2 separate regions of the Zea mays genome follow, and region 1 is linked to region 2. The links are chromatin contacts, called in public Hi-C maps. All regions are on one chromosome and are shown on one strand. The core of a region is the stretch at or near the end of the contact, and the rest is flanking DNA. Distances in the headings are between cores, read along the strand shown. Region 1 holds the start of LOC100194290 (Phenylalanine--tRNA ligase chloroplastic/mitochondrial). Region 2 holds the start of LOC109941975 (RING-H2 finger protein ATL67).

What was found. Hi-C and Micro-C count contacts between places; a contact is called where the count stands out from the background.
Region 1: a contact with region 2 is called in a Hi-C map of tassel, with 1.5 times the contacts expected there. The contact joins the promoter of LOC100194290 here to the promoter of LOC109941975 in region 2. A contact is called at or near these places in 3 of 25 Hi-C or Micro-C datasets (leaf and tassel).

What each region holds. Positions count from the first base shown.
Region 1 is chr8:182,149,642-182,153,176 of Zm-B73-REFERENCE-NAM-5.0, reverse strand. It overlaps LOC100194290 (Phenylalanine--tRNA ligase chloroplastic/mitochondrial), which reads right to left and starts at 1,876. Exons shown (of 10, transcript NM_001139329.3): 1 at 1,506-1,876. The coding sequence starts at 1,758.
Region 2 is chr8:181,976,584-181,980,425 of Zm-B73-REFERENCE-NAM-5.0, reverse strand. It overlaps LOC109941975 (RING-H2 finger protein ATL67), which reads right to left and starts at 2,177. Exons shown (of 2, transcript XM_020543274.2): 1 at 1,286-2,177; 2 at 1-257. The coding sequence starts at 1,866. The coding sequence ends at 221.

The DNA of each region.
Region 1 (3,535 bases), core at 627-3,126, 170 kb before region 2:
GTTGGCGGCGAATGCAGGGGAGCCAGCTACAGAGGTCCCTCGACTGCCGTCATCGTCGGCGGCGCCAGCGAGGATGTCAGTGAAGGGCTGCTGGGCCTGGAGCAGCACGGGGTGGTCTGGGTGGTACTGCTCGAAGAAGTCGTTCGTCTCCTCTTCCATGAGCATGCGCGAGATGAAGGGGAGCACGAGGTCGTCATCGTTGTCGTGCAGCTGCTGAGCTGCAGGGCGGGGCTCTCGAGGCGAGGCGTTGGGGGACCAAGGTTGAGGAAGTCCGACGGGGAGAAGGAATCGGAGTCACCGACATCCGCCGGCTCGGCGGCCATGGTCGGGTCCCTGGACGGGAGGCGGTTAAAGAAGAAGCTGGATCTTTATGCCGGCGACTGCGTGTGCACAGCGTACCACATTAGTCCTAGTCGCTCACTGCACTAGTGACGGTAGACATGGATGGGATGCCATGCTTAAAACAAGAGATCTTTGAATTTGATTGGTCGAAGCTTTTCCTTCAAGAAAACAGACTGGGAAACGGAACTTCTGCAGGGACTGTGGAGGAGAAGGTTCCAGGAAGGAGCAGGTGGAGCAGACGACTGTGGACCAAGGAAGACGAAATGTCGTTTCAATTGAAACACTAAGTGACGCAGCGAACAAGTTGAGCTCTTGTGGTGACTGGAGCTCGGCGCCATGATTCATGGCGCCGAGCTCGTCCACGTCAGCGTCGTGTCAGCCTCTCTCGCCAGCGGAGCACGCACCTCGACGCCAAGATCTGTGGCGCCGAGCCGTGTTATCTCGACGCCACAGCCTACGGCGCCGACTAAAGGGTCCAAAAATGAGATTAAGTTATTTAAGGGTCTAAACATGAACATTTTTCAAAAAAAAGATTAAAATACAAAAAAATCGGGCGCCCAGATCGCGCTCACAGCCCTCCGTGTGTCACTATCTGCGTAAGGAGTGCAGCACGCAACACAAGCAGAGCAGCGCATAGCACAATTACAGGATAGCAGACACCAATACACACGAGCAGTTGTTTTTAGATATTAATTAATTTTGTTCCATCAATTCAAATTAATATTTATGTTTATAGAGATAGGATGTACATATTTCTCATAAAAAAGATGATTTTAACACAACACTTGAGACTAATAAGAGCCGTGTACAACAAAAATTCTCTTTTTATAGGTTCTTGTTTTTTATGGACATAAAGAATGATATCATTTAGCTTTATCTTAGTTCAGTTTAAAAAATTTAGCCCCCTTTTAATCCGTTCCTGAATCCGCTGGGATCAGGATATCACATAGTCATTATGATATCTCCAATGCACCATGAATGAATGGAACCTCCCAAAACCCTACCAGTAGTAGACCAAACATAGCGTATTTGAACTCTCAAATCCTATCTCGCGAAAAGTAGAAGCAATCCAACCAAAGCAAACCCTGCTCAAAACCCCTGCCATCCTACCAAGATCCCGCCTTTACATCGTCAAAGCTTGGGCCCCGAGAGCCCCTACTCACCCTCGCGCGCGATCTTGACGCCGCCCACCTCAACGGCGGAGGCCGCCGGTCGGTGCCCTTTCGCTCCGCCCGGTGCCGAAGCGACGGAGAAGAAGCGGGCGAGGAGGCGGCGGTGAGGACGCGAAGAATAGTAGAGGGGGAGGGTGGTGAAGGGGGAAATGGCGGCGGGGGAGAGCGCCATTGGAAGCGTGGCCATGCCGCGAACACGCGCGCGGAGGAGCCAGCAGCGAGCGGTTCGGATAAGCGGCCGCATGTCTGCGACGCGGGGGATTCTTGTGAGTGTGAGCTGCAAAGGAAGAGTGAAAGCGAAAGGGGAAGAAGACGAGAAGTGTAAGAAATAATGGTGCTGCAAAAATAAAGTTGAGCTAAAAGTGAATGTTAGATTTTAGCATTATTTATAGATTCAAACATGCTCCAGGTGGAATTCGAATCACTATTTATGCTCTTTTTTATCAGCCTAGTTGTTGGTTAAAGGTGTTTATTTTTCTATATGATTATATAATCTAGCTTGTTTTATATAGATTATATAATCTTACTAGGTAAATGTCCGTGCGATGCAACGGGAACATATAATATCATAATAACTTATATACAAATGTGTATTACACTGTTATAAGAAAGGTTTTCAAGCACCAGGTTGGCCTAGGCGATGATGATGGAGACGTTGCCAGCATGGCACCGCGAAGTCGTGCCACCAGAGTAGGCTATCACTAGGGCTCGGCATTCGGTCTATTAGGGTAATTCGGTTCGGTCTATTCGGGTTTCTGAAATTTCGGGTTCTGAAAAAATAGAACCGAAATTTTCAAAATTATTTTAGGAACCGAACCCGAATAGACGCACAATTTCGGTTCGGTCTATTCGGTCCACCGAATAGACTCGAATAGTAGAGAGACTAGTATCTTTTGTTAAAATATATACAATAAATAAATAATTCAAATTACTATTATTACAACAAGTAACTATAAAAAATAGCATAGAGAGATATATATACTATCATTAAGATGATATCATTATTTTAGCTAATAAGTTCATAAATCATATAATAATATCATCACATATTAAGAGCTTTTTCATATTTCGGGTTATTCGGTCTATTCGGGTTTTAAAGGTTAGGAACCGAACTCGAACCCATACCCCCGAAATATAGCACATATAGGAACTGAACCCGAACCCGAAAACCCGAATAGACCGACAACTCGGTCTATTCGGGGTCGGTTTGGGTTCGGTTTTCGGTTTTAAAATGCCCACCCCTAGCTGTCACAGCCCTTAGAGTTGTCCCCGGAGGAGGTCGTAGCACCAAGGGCCGACGAGGTGGACCAGCAGCGCGCGAGGTCTTGCCACCAGAATAGGCTGTCACAGCCCTTAGAGTTGTCCCCGAAGGAGGTCACAGCACCAAGGGCCGACGAGGTGGACCAGACACCGTCGCACACCGAGAGGAGCCTGTGGAGCAGGCCTAGCATGCTTCCGCCACATCGCCGTCCATAACAATTTCGTTCTATCAGCATGCTTTCGCCACATCGCCTAGCATGAACTACCCCTTCTTCGCAACTATTAATCGAAAGGGGTTTACCTGAAAAATATTGTCAACAAGCTGCCACAAATCTAAGGTTAGAACTGTCCATAACAATTTTGTTCTATCAAGGCAGCATATCCGTGGAAACATAATTAATATTTCTCTTATGAGTAGATCCTTCCTGATAGCCTCAGCAATATGTATGACAGAACCTATTTCTGTAGAAACAGTCAGGCAAAAGTTTTGTGTTGCGACAAGTGCTGCCAACTGTTGACTTGACTGAAGAGCCCCCCTCTTTTATTTGTATGGCGAAGTTCTAACACCAGGTACATGACTGTTCATTAGACTAAACATGCAAAAAATCAGGTTTATATGGTTTGACGTAGTATGCCTTATTTCAGGCAGTCTACCATCTAGAACATTGGATACAAAGATAAAGGAGACAACCATAAGGCATGTACACACCCCAGAGAAGGCCGAGAGGCCATGAGCCCCAGCTGTGTATCATAGGGCTCCA
Region 2 (3,842 bases), core at 928-3,427:
CAAGGGGATGCAGTACACCGTACGCATGTACGCTCAGTGCCCTACATCCTCATACTGCTCGCCATTTCTCCAGCGTGATAAATGACCGCATCTTCTTCTACTCCATCGTCCACTCCTTGGCTGTTTCCTTGGACTTGGGCAGGTGAGAATGATGGAAAAAGTAAACCAAACGCCAAGAACCATTTAACAACAAACCCACGAGAGAAGCAAGCTAACCACATCAGGTCAGGTGGTTCTGTGCAAGGCGACCAGAAAAGCTGAATTCAGAAGAAATCCAGCTTTTAGCTGCCAAGTTTCCAATAAAATCTTTACTTATTATACTTTTACAACACAAGCTGGAACAACAGCGAAAGCAACATTCTGGCATAGGAGAAACACATGGCATGATCCTTTTCGAAAATCCTCAGAAGAAGGTTGTATATGCCCTCAAACCGTACCGCTATGTATTGACTAGGCAACAGATGTACAATATGCGACAGGGAAGGAATGCGTACAAAAAGAGATCGTTTTCTGACATTACTGCATGCGAACAAAAAACAAACGCAATTCTAGTAAAAAATCAAACGTCTACCACATAGCGACTTTTGTATCATATATGATAATGTGTTCGAAGCAACATGATAGCAGGCTGGATCAGGATTTTCGTCAGTGCATGAACCCACGAATTTTATTAGCATAGCATGAACATATATACAGATTGATGTTTGATGATGATATTTATTCAGAGGCTCACAGAGTAACCGATCGAGTAATTTTAGGACAGACATGTTCACATGCCAACTTGGCAACGAAGATAGCAGACAAATCAACATTCGTTTAGCTCATGAGCATTGATGTTCCAGCTCACCAACCATCCGACCAGTGATCCGGAGCTACAAATCTCATGTGCCCAGTTTTTTTTTTCTGTGGCTTAATTAGCTTGCGCACAGTTTTATGGGATCAGGTGGGTTGGGATTAAAAAAAATACTACACGTCGCTCGTTGACACTGGGACACCAATTCTCTACAATCCATCTAGCCATAGTTTCAGTAGCAATGTACTCGTAGAGTGTAAATCACCAGGAGATACTCGGGCAATCTGTATTTACACTTATCCCTTGCTCCAACTTTTGCTTCTTCTACGTTACAAAATCACAAAAAACTAGTCGAGGTAGCTGTGATTTTCATCCAAACAATTTTTTTTGTAAAATATATCCTAAAAGCAACCCCACAGTCAACTACTCAAGCAACCCATCATAACTTCACATCCAAACAAATTTTTGTAAATATACCAGTATGTCCATCACCTGCGGCGCCTCCGGTCGGCGGCGTACTGCGAGAGCGGGACGAGCTCGGAAAGCGGCGTCGCGAGCGGCGTGGAGTTGGGCGTCGGGATGGGGGAGGACCTGCAGACGGGGCACGACGCGCTCCGCCGCAGCCAGGCGTCGAGGCACGCGACGTGGAAGCCGTGCCTGCACTCGGGCATCACGCGCAGCGTCTCGCCGTCCCTGTACTCGCTGAGGCAGATGGAGCACATGGCGTCGGCGTCGGTGGCCCCGCTGGAGGAGAAAGGGACCTTGGGGTAGGACGCGATGGCGGCGGCATCGAGCCCGACGGGTGAGCAGGCCGCGACGGCGGCGGAGGAGTAAGCGGCGTCGGCGTCGGGGGACTCGGACCCTTCCGCGACGAAGAGCACGCGCGGGACGGTGATGGAGAGGTGGCCGGAGCTGGAGGCCGTGGTGGCTGCTTCTCCGGCCCAGTAGTCCCCGCCGCGGCCGAAGCAGAAGTAGAAAGCCAGCAGGAGGGAGGCGAGCAGGACGAGGAAGCCGAGCGCGATGGCGATGGAGTAACCGAGGCCGAGGCTGGAGAGCGAGGAGAGGAAGGACATCGCGGTGGCGAGTCCCTAGTGGCGAGGGAGCGGCGGAATGGCATTGGCGGACCGCCGCGCACGCACGGTCGGTGGTGGTGGATGCCGATGCCCTGGATCACTGGGTGGAAGTTGGAATCGAGGCCGCGTGGGGGTGGGGGTGGGGGAGTAAATGTTGGAGGTGGCGTGGTGAACCGGTGATATTTGCCTTGTCGCGGGGTTCAGAATTCAGATCTGGCGGGGTGGGTGCGCGGCTCGAGCGGCTGCATTTATTGCATTTAATGGCGGGGACGTGAATTGCTCTCTCTGTTCGTGCTCGCGCTGCTGGAGAATAGATGGGGAAGGAGAACGGCGGAGTGGTAGCAGTGTGGGCTGTTCCCAAAAACACTGTAGAAATACAGTTTGGACTAGAATTCTAGACCCTAAAATACATGTTCAGATCTTCAAACTTGGAACAAACTACCTCATAGGTCCAAACGGATCTAGACTGCTGACTTGGCACCAACGGTGCTGAGGCTGTCCGCACTCATATAACTCTAAATTTCTACTTTAAAAGAAATATTTTGTTCTTGTCAGCAAAATTCTTTACTCTATATCACAATCATCCGCAGTCATATTTACTCCATATCTCAACCCTACACAACTACCTATTATTTTACCATTTTTTATTGTACCGGTGATGGCAGTCCTCCAGGGCACTTGTTCGGGCTGCCAGCGTGGAGGAAAGAGAGAGGATAGAGCACGACGCCATATTTGGAGTTCGAGGCCTCCTCGGAATAGTTGCAGTTCGCGGTAGAGTGTGCCGCTGCAGCAAAACTTGGACTCTACCCAGGCGCAGTTCCGGGTAGAGTCCCTCACTGCGGACAGCCTGAATCAATTCCTAAAGTTCGCAGAGCATGTCACCAAAGGTCCTAAACTTATAAAATACATATATCCATGTGCATGGAGTAGGCACACACACGTCACATATTCAGGATCCCTATTTCTCTTCATTTTAATGTATATTCTTATATGATTTCTATAACTATTCTCTTGCTAGTTTCACATTCATATTTAAATATAGAATATGTATGTCTTTAAACTTATAGCGTTGTTTTATCCTGATCGATAAACTCACAAAGTACACAACTAGATCCATAAACTTATGAAGTTGTATCGTCTTGATCCCTAAACTCTCAACATGCACATTCTGGTCTCTATACTTTAATTGTTGGTGTCATCACATGTCTAAATAATTTAGACCTTTGATAACACCAAAAAAAGTTTAGAGATTTAGATGACACAACCATACAAATATAAAAGACCAAAATATGCATGTTGAAAGTTTAGAGAGATAATACAATTTTACAAGTTTAGAGACATGTATGTACATTTTGAGAGTTTAGGAATCAGTATGATACAATGTTACAGTTTTAAAGACCGACAATGTAATTTACTCTTAAATATATAGTAGATACTTGATATTATTCGTATATGTAGATAACAAGGTACGTATAAAATCATTTAAAATTTATATATATGACTAATTAGTAATATAAATAATATCAACTTTAATATAACAAAAATATATCTTATTTAAACTATTTAAATCTCATCTATGTGATTAACATTTTTATATACAAAGTTATCTTTAATATGGCTAACAAAATATTAATTTTATGTACTTTGATTATTCATATGTTAGTGATTTTTTTATAAATTTTAAAATAATGTTTGATAAATAGTATTTATAATTTTATCAAATTTTATTATATTTAGTATTTGAGATGTTTATATATATATATATATATATATATATATATATATATATATATATATATATATATATATATATATATATATATATATATATATAGGGAAGAGGTAATGGAAGCCCTGGGCTTCCCCTACTAATGGAAGCCCCAGCCAGGACGCGGTCAACCCAGCACCCGCACAGCCATGCAGTTAACAGCCAAGAATCCAGGACGATAAGCGCGTAAGGCAATATACGAATGCAT